Linked DNA regions of Mus musculus: region 2 is linked to region 1. A link is a contact called in public promoter capture Hi-C data. All regions are on one chromosome and are shown on one strand. Each heading gives the region's core, a stretch centred on a gene start, on an enhancer-like site or on the middle of the called end of the contact. The rest is flanking DNA. Distances are from core to core; before and after follow the strand shown. Region 1 overlaps Sptbn1 (spectrin beta, non-erythrocytic 1). Region 2 holds the start of Erlec1 (endoplasmic reticulum lectin 1).

Region 1 (4,980 bases), core at 1,726-4,225:
GCCAGCCTGCTTGAGTCAGTTCCTACTTCACGGGAGGGTTGTGAGAATTATAGATGCTTAGATCTGGGCCTGGGCTATATTCACTGCTAAATAAGTGCCATTGGTTGTATTAAAAGCTAGAAACAAGACATTACCTTGGACAATCTGTTGTATAACCTCCTGGCACATATGTTTACATGTGATTTTACAAACCTCATCTGGGACGTTACTCATCTTTTTCATTTAGAGGATATTTTTGATTGGACCATGGACCTTGCACATGCTAGGCAAGCACTGTACCACTGAGCTACCCCAGTGCCCTCTTCCTACATGTTATTTTCAGTCAGGCCTTTACTACAGTGGTCCAGGATGACTTAGAACCAACCCACTGTGTGGTCCTGTGCTTGTACCAAGAGGCTCAGCTTAAAATTTTTAAGTGACTACTCAAGTGTTGAAGAGATTATTTCACTCAAGAAAGTGCATTTAGATGGCTTCTAAAGGATTGTTCAGCCTTAGATTGTATGATCCTACCATCCCTGATAAATTTCTTAAGTGATTTGAGTTGAGAGTGCTTCTTTGGTGGGGAGTGCAGCAGGAACAAATTTAATGAACAGTTAAAATAGTCTGGTTACCTCATTGACTACTTTACAATCCTGTTTGATACTAGGTAGCCTTTAGACAAGCTCTTTTGGTGTATCTGTATGATTAGAATTGGTAACAGCCATACAAGGCCCTTCAAGGGTACAGGGAGAGTGGACGTGGCAGGGGAAGCCAAATGCCCACCAACATTCTGAGTCACATAGGGTTGCACCTGCTTTTCCACTCTATCTCCAGCTTCTTGTGGAATGAGCATGCCTGCAGGCAACCCTTTCTACTGTCAAACTGTCAGGCTCTGATGTAACCCAAAGAGAAAGATGCATGAACAACACCCTAAATTCAAGTGTTCTTCTCCAGCTCATTCAGTCTGATACACTCAAGTTCCTGCTGTAATTAATAAAAGCTCAGAACCTTTAAACTGAATTTCTCAGTCCTGGCCTGGATGATTCTTTGTTATAGAGGTTACCCTGTGCAGAGTATTTAGCCGTGTCCCTGGCCTCTGCACCCTAGCTGCTAGTAGCACCTGTCCTTCAGTCACCACTATCAAAAACGTTTATAAGCACTGCTTCATGTTCTCCAGGGACCATAGTCAACCACTGGTCAGTGTGGCGTGTGAAGGGCCTCCATATTCATCTTACTCATTTGCTGTGATGACCTCATGTTCCTAGGACTGGATAACGCTGCTGCTCCCTGTCCTCCCACCGCCTTCCCCTGAGCTTGGCCAGCTGCAACAGCTTGAGCTTGGAAACCCTCTGGATTGTCTTCCATTGTCGCTGCCAACAGCCTTCTGTTCCTCTGCAGGCGTCTGGCTTATCTCCTCTAGCCTCTCTGGGAAGGGGGTAGGAAGAGTACAGGCATGATGTCATTTGCCTTCCCAGGAAGGGTGGAACAAAGGACTGGGTCTCTAGAGACAGTTCCCTCCCTCTACTGGGCCAAGAGGTAGAATCCCACCCCACCCCCTTTCCTGCTTCAGAAGTGTGTTGTTGTGCACATACTTTGTTGTAGGATGACACATCAGCTGGCCTGGCTTTGTCCCTGCCCTTCCTCTGTATAGGATGTTGTTCATGTCCAGTCCTTGGATAGAAGTTTTCTGCCTTTCTCAGTGTGGTGGGAGCCTTTTTTTTTTTTTTTTTTTTTTTTTGTACCCTTCTTCAACTTGAAACTGGAGAAAGGCACAGATAGGAAGAATTAAACCTCTCCTTCTTTTTACTTTTTAATTCCTTTCCCTCCCCCTTTCTAGAGCTTCTGAGGTACACTGCAGTTCTGGGGAGCCTCTTATGCAGATTTGGGTGTGGCTATTCGAGCTCAGTTTTCTCTGCCTCCACCCCTGGCCTCTGTCTCTTCTTGGAGCATAGGGCGTGGGATTGAGCTGTCACTGCGGGGCAGGGCTTCTGCTGATTCTGAACCTGAAAGAAGTCACCAGGGTTTCTTTAATGTGTGAGTTACCCCAAGGGATGCTGGTAACTGTGCAATAACATACTTTACACGCTAGCTTATTGAGAAATATTTTAACCTAAGCAGATTTCTATTTTGATCATCTTCTCTTCATAGATTGGGTGCGGTAGTGACTTTGAACCCCAAACCTTCATTAATAGCCTAGGATAGCCATCAGGATAAAGACATTTTCAGCTCCTTGCAGCATATTCAAGAAACCATAATTTTAAAGAAATTAGACCTAAAGATATTTGAATGAGGAATTATTAGTCTTCTAGGTACAGTCTAGGAAGTATCCCTCTTGACATGGTCCAGTCTACTCTTTCAGAACAGCCAAACTTTAAGCAAACAACAACAAGAACTACACTTGCCATTGTAGTGGTAAAGTTACCATTCATAATGACGATTGTAAGAATAATACATGTGATCTCAACCTCTCATAGTATTACTGGCATAACTCCTTTTGCTATGCCCTTAACTGCCTTTTCTTCCTTCCCACAGCCCCAGCCATTCTGTTTCTTTGTTTCTGATTAGTCCTTATCCATGAAGAAAGGCCCTCTTTTGGATGGATAGGCTTTAGGGAAAGACTGGACCTCAAAGAACTGCTGACTGCAGCAGGAGGCGCAGGTGTCTTGGCAGGTGCTTGGCTTGGAGTACATCAGTAAAAGCTTGCCCAGTATGGTCTCTGCCTCACTGCCTTACTATGCTAGGTTGAATGGAGGCCTCAGCACAGCCTTCCAGATACTAGACTGTTTACTGCTCCCCTGACCAATCTAGGAGCCCAGTACACACTGACTATACAGCCATCAGTAGGATTGAGTTTCACACACTATGTGCTGGGTTTTTTTCAGTACAGCAGTTGTTGGGGTTTCTGCTTATTCCATCAAGTTGTATGTTGTAAACGTCCATAAGGCAAGTTTGTACTAGGAGTAGGGCTTCTGCTCAAAGGGGCCCAGCTAGCACGGTCAGTGAAGCATGACGCTCTTAAGCTCCAGGGTCATGGTTTCAAGCTGCACAGTGGGATCCATCTGTAGCAGTGACTTAGTTTAACTGCTACATTCTGCTGGCTGCAAACCTGGGAGTTGACTGGTGCAAGGGTTGTCCAAATCCCAGTATTCCCAGACAGTAGAGAGCTAAGTGGGGGTTTGGTTGGAGTTTAGTTTTGCTGATGCACTCTTGCTGTGTGGGCCGTGGGGCTTTGCTGGCTTGCACCTGCTGTTGCCAGTGCTTGGTTGTTGGTAAAGTGAGTTCTCCTCTGCTTACAGATGAGCGTGAAGCTGTACAGAAGAAGACCTTCACCAAGTGGGTCAATTCCCACCTTGCGAGAGTGTCCTGCCGAATCACAGACCTGTACACGGACCTTCGAGATGGACGGATGCTCATCAAGCTACTGGAGGTCCTCTCTGGAGAGAGGCTGGTAAGCACAATCAAGTGGGGAAACATTTTTTGAACAAACAAGTATGGGCTTGTCTCTTGGTGAATTCTGCAATGAAGAATGTTTTCTGGAGGAGGGCAGAGTGAAGTAGATATGCTGATTCTGGGCGGTGTAATTGAAACACCGAGCTCTGAGGGTGCAATAATGTTCTATAATAATGTAGCCTCCTTTCTGGGATGCCTGTGTATTTTGTAAGGAAGACCCTAGTTGATGGTTCTATTACGCACAGTGCTAGCAATGGAAGGGCCAGGCCTGGATGCTGGCTCTGAGATGATTCTGCCGCTTACATGAGACCATGGAAGGGGCTCTAAATTTATGTCTTATTGATGATTCTTTGGAAAATGTGAGCTGCCATCTCAAGGTGGCACGACTCAAATCCAGTGGCCTCTGCCAGTTTTATTTTTTTATTTCCCTCTTTCCTTTTGTTTGGGGGTGGGGAAGGGTGATGGTACATGCTGATGTTTTTGTTATCTCCTTGGGAATGGAGCATCTGATAAACTTACCCTGCTCTTCTGGGCAGAGAAATTGTTAGCTCGCAGTGAAAACTGTATGTCTGATTTTTTTGTTTGTATACCTTATGCCAGAGAAGCTTGCTACTCACTGTGACTGACCCAGCAGGTTTTGGCTCGCCTTGGCTTGAAAGCATATGCCCTATTTTCCACCCAGAGCGCATGTAGTTCCATAGGTGGTAGTGCATCTGAGCCAACCTGATGCCTAGGGATAGAGCCCCAAAGCTGTACTGACATCGACAGGAAAATATGCCAGTGGTTGCTGGGGCTGCCAGAAGAGCCGCTTATTTAACTTGACAGCCACAGCAGATCTTTTTGCAGATCAGTGCACACACCTCTGACTGCTGGTAAGAGACTAGGGCTTTGTTTCCCTCTCTTGAGGGTCTGTGAACAAAGCTGCTTCTTTAAACATCAGTAAAAATGAAGACAGTATTTTCTTTCCCCGTCCCTCTGGTCAGGAACAGGGTGTTGCCTTCAAAAGATAGTCAAGCCTCCTCTTATCTTTACGGAGTTCTGTCATGCCCTGCATTCCCAGAGTGCAGACGTCACCACCTCAGTCTCACCGCCTCAGTAAGCCCCTGTGCAGATGGCTTCAGGATGGTGGTGTTTTTGTGGAGCCATGGTCCCATGCTGGGATGAAGCAAAACAGTTGTTTATTGACTTCTTCAGGGAGACTTGTTTTAGAACCTAGGCTAGAGTTATTGTGATATGCATCTTACAGAAAGTAGGCTTTATAACCAGACTTTTCTTTTTCCCATCTGTCAAACCTTTTCCTCCCTCTTTATTTAACCCTGTAGATATATTTACTTCTTTAACCTTGTAGATTTGTTTACTTTTTTATGCTTTGAAATGATAGCTTTGACAAAATGATAAAAGATCACACAGATAGGGATTGTTTTGAACACTTAATTTTTTCTAGTACTGTCCAGTCTTTTAGGCAGTGTGAAGTAAAATGTTTACCTTTGCATACCCAGAGCTCACGAAGACTGATGGTGATGACAATATCATCATATAATACATGACTGG
Region 2 (4,980 bases), core at 1,260-3,759, 790 kb before region 1:
GATTCTGAGATTCTGGGTGTGTCAGAGTTCTTGGCAGTCAAGCTTCCTCTGAGACCCTGAGATCTTCACGTGACCAAGATCTTCACGTGACCAAGCTCTTTGGGATCCCAGGATCCTAAGATTCTGGACGTGTTAGAGCCCCTGGAAGTGGTACCTCCTGTGGGGGGCATGGAGCTGTCCACTGAGATCGAAACCAAGGTAGACCAGTGCCGACTAGAAGGAACCTGAGCCACTGGTCGGGCAAGGTTCCTATGTCCCTGCTCCTGCTGGGCCCAGGCACTCCTGGTGGTGTTGGAACAGATGTTGTGTTCTACTGACCAGTGATCCTAAGATCCTGGGCGTGCTAGGGCACCTGGAGAATGGAGAGTCCTCAGGGGACCGTGGGACTGTCTGCCGAGTTTGTGCCCAAGGTGGCCGCAGCAGAAGTATTTATAGTCATATTATGATTAGCAGAAACTAAATAATAAATGTTAGGTATTATTCTATCTAGTTAGAAATTTTTATGAGACTATGATGATGATGTGTTTTGTGTTGTGCATATCTATGCATGTGTCAGATCTCAAAATGCAGTTACAGATGGTTGGAGCCTGCCTCCTTGTGAGTGCTGGGACCACCAGTCCTCTAGAAGAGCAGCCAGTACTCTTAGTAACTGGACCATTTCTCTAGCCCCTAGTTCATAATTATTCATTTGTAGTATCTCAATGATAGAAAATGAGATACAAATGACAGGAGCCCATTTACTCTCTAGCTTACCAATCCCAATGCCTGACACACATTAAACATTATGATGAGCTAATGCAATGAACAAAACATCAGTTCTAGAACAATATTGTTTTAATAGTGTGAGTCTTTACCTTAAAGAAAACTTACAAAGCTGAAAAACGGACTGCTCTTCCTGCTTTTTGATTTGGTTCAAATTTGAGTGTGGGGATATGACAGCCAGCCTTAATCTAGTGGCACTATGTTTTTACCCACTGAAAAATGAACTGCTCTATCTCAGTCATTAGAGTAGAAGTCCTCTGTGATGACTGACGAAACTTAACGTGGAGCCAGGCTTCCCTTAACTGGCCAATGAGTCTTTTGCTCTGGAATGCCTGGGAGATCCTAATGGATAGATAAGAATCAGACAATGGGGCTATAAAGCATTAAAGGCTGCTTGCCTTTTGTAAAACTTACTATCGCTTTGGGGAAGGGATAAAATGGTTTTTTTTTTTTTATTACTGTATAATGAGAAAGTAAGAAACAACTGAGAGAAGTGAGACAATTTTCCTGATCAGATGTAGACTCCATGGATATCAGTAATCCATGTAATTCAGATGTCCTCCTTAAAGCCCCACCTTAATTCACCTTTTGCATGGTGGGCTGTATTTGCTCTATGGCTCCCTTCCTTCTGCCAACAGTAAGAATAAGTTCATTTAGTCTAAATTTGAATTGAGTCTAAGTCTCTTCTCCCAGTGGATTTTAACACCACAACATGGGCAGTCCTTACCAAATGTTCTATGGCAAACACTGTAAAATTATTACACAGGAGATGAAAAAAAATGTGGACATTATTTTCTTTTTTCAAGAAGGGGACAAAAACCAAAACTTTCTGTCTATATTCAGTCTGCTGTAACTTGATTCATAACTTCACATTCACCTGGCTCTGGCCTTGACATAAACTTTCTGGACTTAAGTAAAATAACAACAGTCCAACACTTGAGTCAAGGGAGGGAAAACTTCTCCTGAAGTAAAAATGCAGGACTGTACGCGCCTAGCCACCCAACAAATCTATGCCAAAGTCGAAGGACGTGGCAGGTGTCACTGGGGGTGTCCCCAAACACACAGCATCTGAGACAGACGTGACAACAGTCGCCATCAAAAGAAACTAAGAGAAGCTTCTGGAGAGAAGATGGAGAGTGCAAATAGCAAAAGACTGGAGGGTAGGCAGCTCAGTCGGAACTGTAAGTTCTACTTCGACTCTGCACAGCTCGGTTCTCTACTTGCTTTCTGAGAGCGGGCCGCCGCCCACTCACCCCCAAATCCCGAGAGTCCCTAGCGGCTGGACTGAGCGCGCGGGCCAGGACTCACCTGGCCGGGCCGCTTCGTCCAAGCGCCGTCTCCAGACCCGTTCAACCGGCGTCAGTCCCGGGCCTCTGCGTTTGAGTCCAACCGCTAGGATGCTACAGCAGCAACGCAATGCAACGCGACCCAAGCGCGGGCTTCCGTAGGCCACCGACTCAACAACCCCGGATGTTGATGTGCTGCCTGCCCCGGAAGCGGTGGCCCCAAGCCCTTGTAAGGCGGAGGCGGCTTTGCCCAGCCGTCTGCAAGGAGACGTGGCGGCGGCGGTTGGGTCCCCTGCACTAAGGACGCTTTGTAGTACCTCCTCTTCTTCCTCCTCCTCCTCCTCCTCCTCCTCCTCCTCCTCCTCCTCCTCCTCCTCCTCCTCCTCCTCCTCCTCCTCCTCCTCCTCCTCCCCCTCCTCCTCCCCCTCCTCCTCCCCCCCTTCCTCCCCCTCCTCCTCCCCTCCTCCTGTTCTCCTCTGGTAGAGGAGGTTGTGACGGTGGCTGGAGGACGCGGCAATGGAGGAAGGAGACGGCGGCTTGCGGAGCCTGGTCCCCGGAGGGCCACTGTTGCTGGTTCTGTACGGTCTCCTGGAGGCGTCCGGCGGCGGCCGAGCGCTGCCCCAGCTCAGCGACGACATCCCCTTCCGAGTCAACTGGCCTGGTACCGAGTTCTCTCTGGTCAGTGCCCTCACGAGCCGCAGCCTTCTCCCCTCTTTCTGGCACGAAGCATTCGGGCCAGCCCTCGATTCCTTAGCTTTTTCTTCCAGAACCTTTTTTTCCCAAGCATTTATCGACCCCAAGCCTAAGTGTGTTCGTTCATTCATTAATTCGTTTAGCACACTAAGTGGATATGCCCTCCATACTAACTAGGAGATCAGCGGTCACTTCATCTCCCTCCTTTAAATCTCATTACGTTAGATCTGGCTTCTCTACAGCCCCACTCTGTGGAGGAAGTTTTAGAATTAACTAGCACATCACCCTACCCGCACAACCGTCCAACAGACAGGAGTCCCATCTCTATTCATTCTTTCTCTCCAACACACACTTAAAAACGACGTATACAGCTTCTGAGAATCTTTTCCCTTAAGGCATTTGAGAGGGCTATTTGGTTTGGAAGATATTAGTGAGCTTATATGCGGAATACTACTGGCCATGCAGAATAGACTAGAGGCTTGAATGTATTACCACTATTATTTAGGACTCTAGAACATGAGATTAAAAAGGATTTTATGATCGTTAATTAATGTGTATTGTGTAAAAAGGCAAGAATGAAAGAGCCAGTGGCTGTGAGGCTCCCAATGTGAGAACTGGGAACTGTACTCACCCCTCCGAGAAGAGTAATAATGTGTTTTTAATTTCTGTGGCATCTCTCCAGTCCTAGAATACGAGATTTTGGTGTATAATCTAACAAGAATGGAAATTCAGTTTTGAATGATTGTAGTGCTGAAATGTCTATCCATGTGTAACTACTACAGACAAATTTACCACACACCTAGATCTGGATTCCATTGCCAGCACCGCCAAAAAAGTAAACAAGTGCAAACTAGAACTTAAACAGATCCGCCTGCCACGGCCTCCTGAGGGCGGGGCTTAAAGGTGTGTGCCACAATGTATAGCCTCAATGTATGTATTAATTAGCATTTAAACTTCAATCTATTGCCTTACTAGTTTTCTTTTACAGCCCAAACTTTATCTTTTCTGTTAGATAGGACAACAGTATACAGTTTTTAATTTCCTCCTTATCATTTAAAGATGTTTACACTATTTTGCCTACATCTGAAAATGTGCTTTAACAATCTTCAGTAGAACTGGTCAATTTACTTGAGGAACCTTTGTTCTAAAGAGCACTGAATGTATTCAGGGTAAAGCACCTTAACTGACAAAAAATAATGTATGCTTTTGATTCTGTTTCTAGCCTACAACTGGAGTTTTGTATAAAGAAGATAATTACATCATCATGACAACTGCTCATAAAGAAAAATACAAATGTATACTTCCACTTGTGACAAGTGGGGATGAGGTATGTTTTTTATACATATATTGCTGATCTCTCTAACTAAAGATGCATTTTACAGCCTTATGATCATATATTAAAATAAGTAACAAGCGTCTCAACAGCCTTGTAGCAAAAAATATTAAATTGGGAATTTATTTTAGAAAAATTAGCAACCAGGCAAGTGTGATGTTCACACCTCTAATCTCAACACTAAGAGGTTCAGGCAGAAGAATTACCATGAATTTAAGGCCAGGCTGGACAGACACATTGTGAGACCTTGTCTAAAATTACAAATGGGAGAGAGGAATTAGTTACTAATGTTTTGAATAAAAAGCTAACTCTTTGCTTGTTTTCCTTTATAGAAATGGTGTTTGTGGAACACAATACAGCTTTTAATGTAAACATAGTGCTTTCATAAAGAATTTTTTATAATAAATAATTCTCCAGGTTCCTTATACTTTCTCACTACCTCAGCGCATGCCCTTTTCTTCCTCCTAAAACAACCTAACTCCTCTTAGCCATCCTTCAGGGCGATGACTTCTTTCCCGATGAGGCAGGAGAAGCAACATAGTAAGGTGTAAAAGACAACAGCCTAGAGCCAGGAGGCTGAGGTATAGGCTACGGTTAGCTGTGCATCCCTGGACCAATTAGAAACTCAGTTCCTCTACCCAATGCATTGATTAAGCCAATTTACATTTTCATGGTCTGCAAAGTAGAAATATTAGACTCAGGGCTTTTCTTAAGTTTTTTCCATATTTGAAGTCTGTCCAAGGCAGCTATCCCATGCTGTTTTAAACCCCCTTAAAACAAAATCCACCCACATGTGTGGCTCAAGCCTGAAGTATAAAAATATGAAGGAAACTGAAAAGCACCATTCCACAATAGAACCATTCTAAGACTTTAATAGCTAGAATTTAGGGGGGAATATGGGTGATT

The links. Promoter capture Hi-C pulls out the DNA fragments that hold promoters and counts their contacts.
Region 2: a contact with region 1 is called in a promoter capture Hi-C map of liver, with 3 times the contacts expected there. The contact joins the promoter of Erlec1 here to the enhancer-like site in region 1. A contact is called at or near these places in 3 of 39 promoter capture datasets (liver and pre-B cells), 4 of 115 datasets of contacts at active chromatin or transcription factors (embryonic stem cells, extraembryonic endoderm stem cells, fibro-adipogenic progenitors and 1 more) and 1 of 9 other capture datasets (liver).

What each region holds. Positions count from the first base shown.
Region 1 is chr11:30,157,741-30,162,720 of GRCm38.p6, reverse strand. It overlaps Sptbn1 (spectrin beta, non-erythrocytic 1), which reads left to right. Exons shown (of 35, transcript NM_175836.2): 2 at 3,276-3,427. Among named protein-coding and RNA genes, the nearest start is that of Sptbn1, 60 kb to the left of the region's middle. Within about 2 kb of position 2,975, at least 72 of the 459 cell types and tissues checked have an H3K27ac peak or open chromatin away from gene starts, as enhancers often do. A contact at or near this core is called in embryonic stem cells and extraembryonic endoderm stem cells, where this site is marked.
Region 2 is chr11:30,951,660-30,956,639 of GRCm38.p6, reverse strand. Erlec1 (endoplasmic reticulum lectin 1) reads left to right here and starts at 2,509. Exons shown (of 14, transcript NM_025745.3): 1 at 2,509-2,726; 2 at 3,964-4,068. The coding sequence starts at 2,565. Asb3 (ankyrin repeat and SOCS box-containing 3) reads right to left here and starts at 2,242. Exons shown (of 10, transcript NM_023906.3): 1 at 2,071-2,242.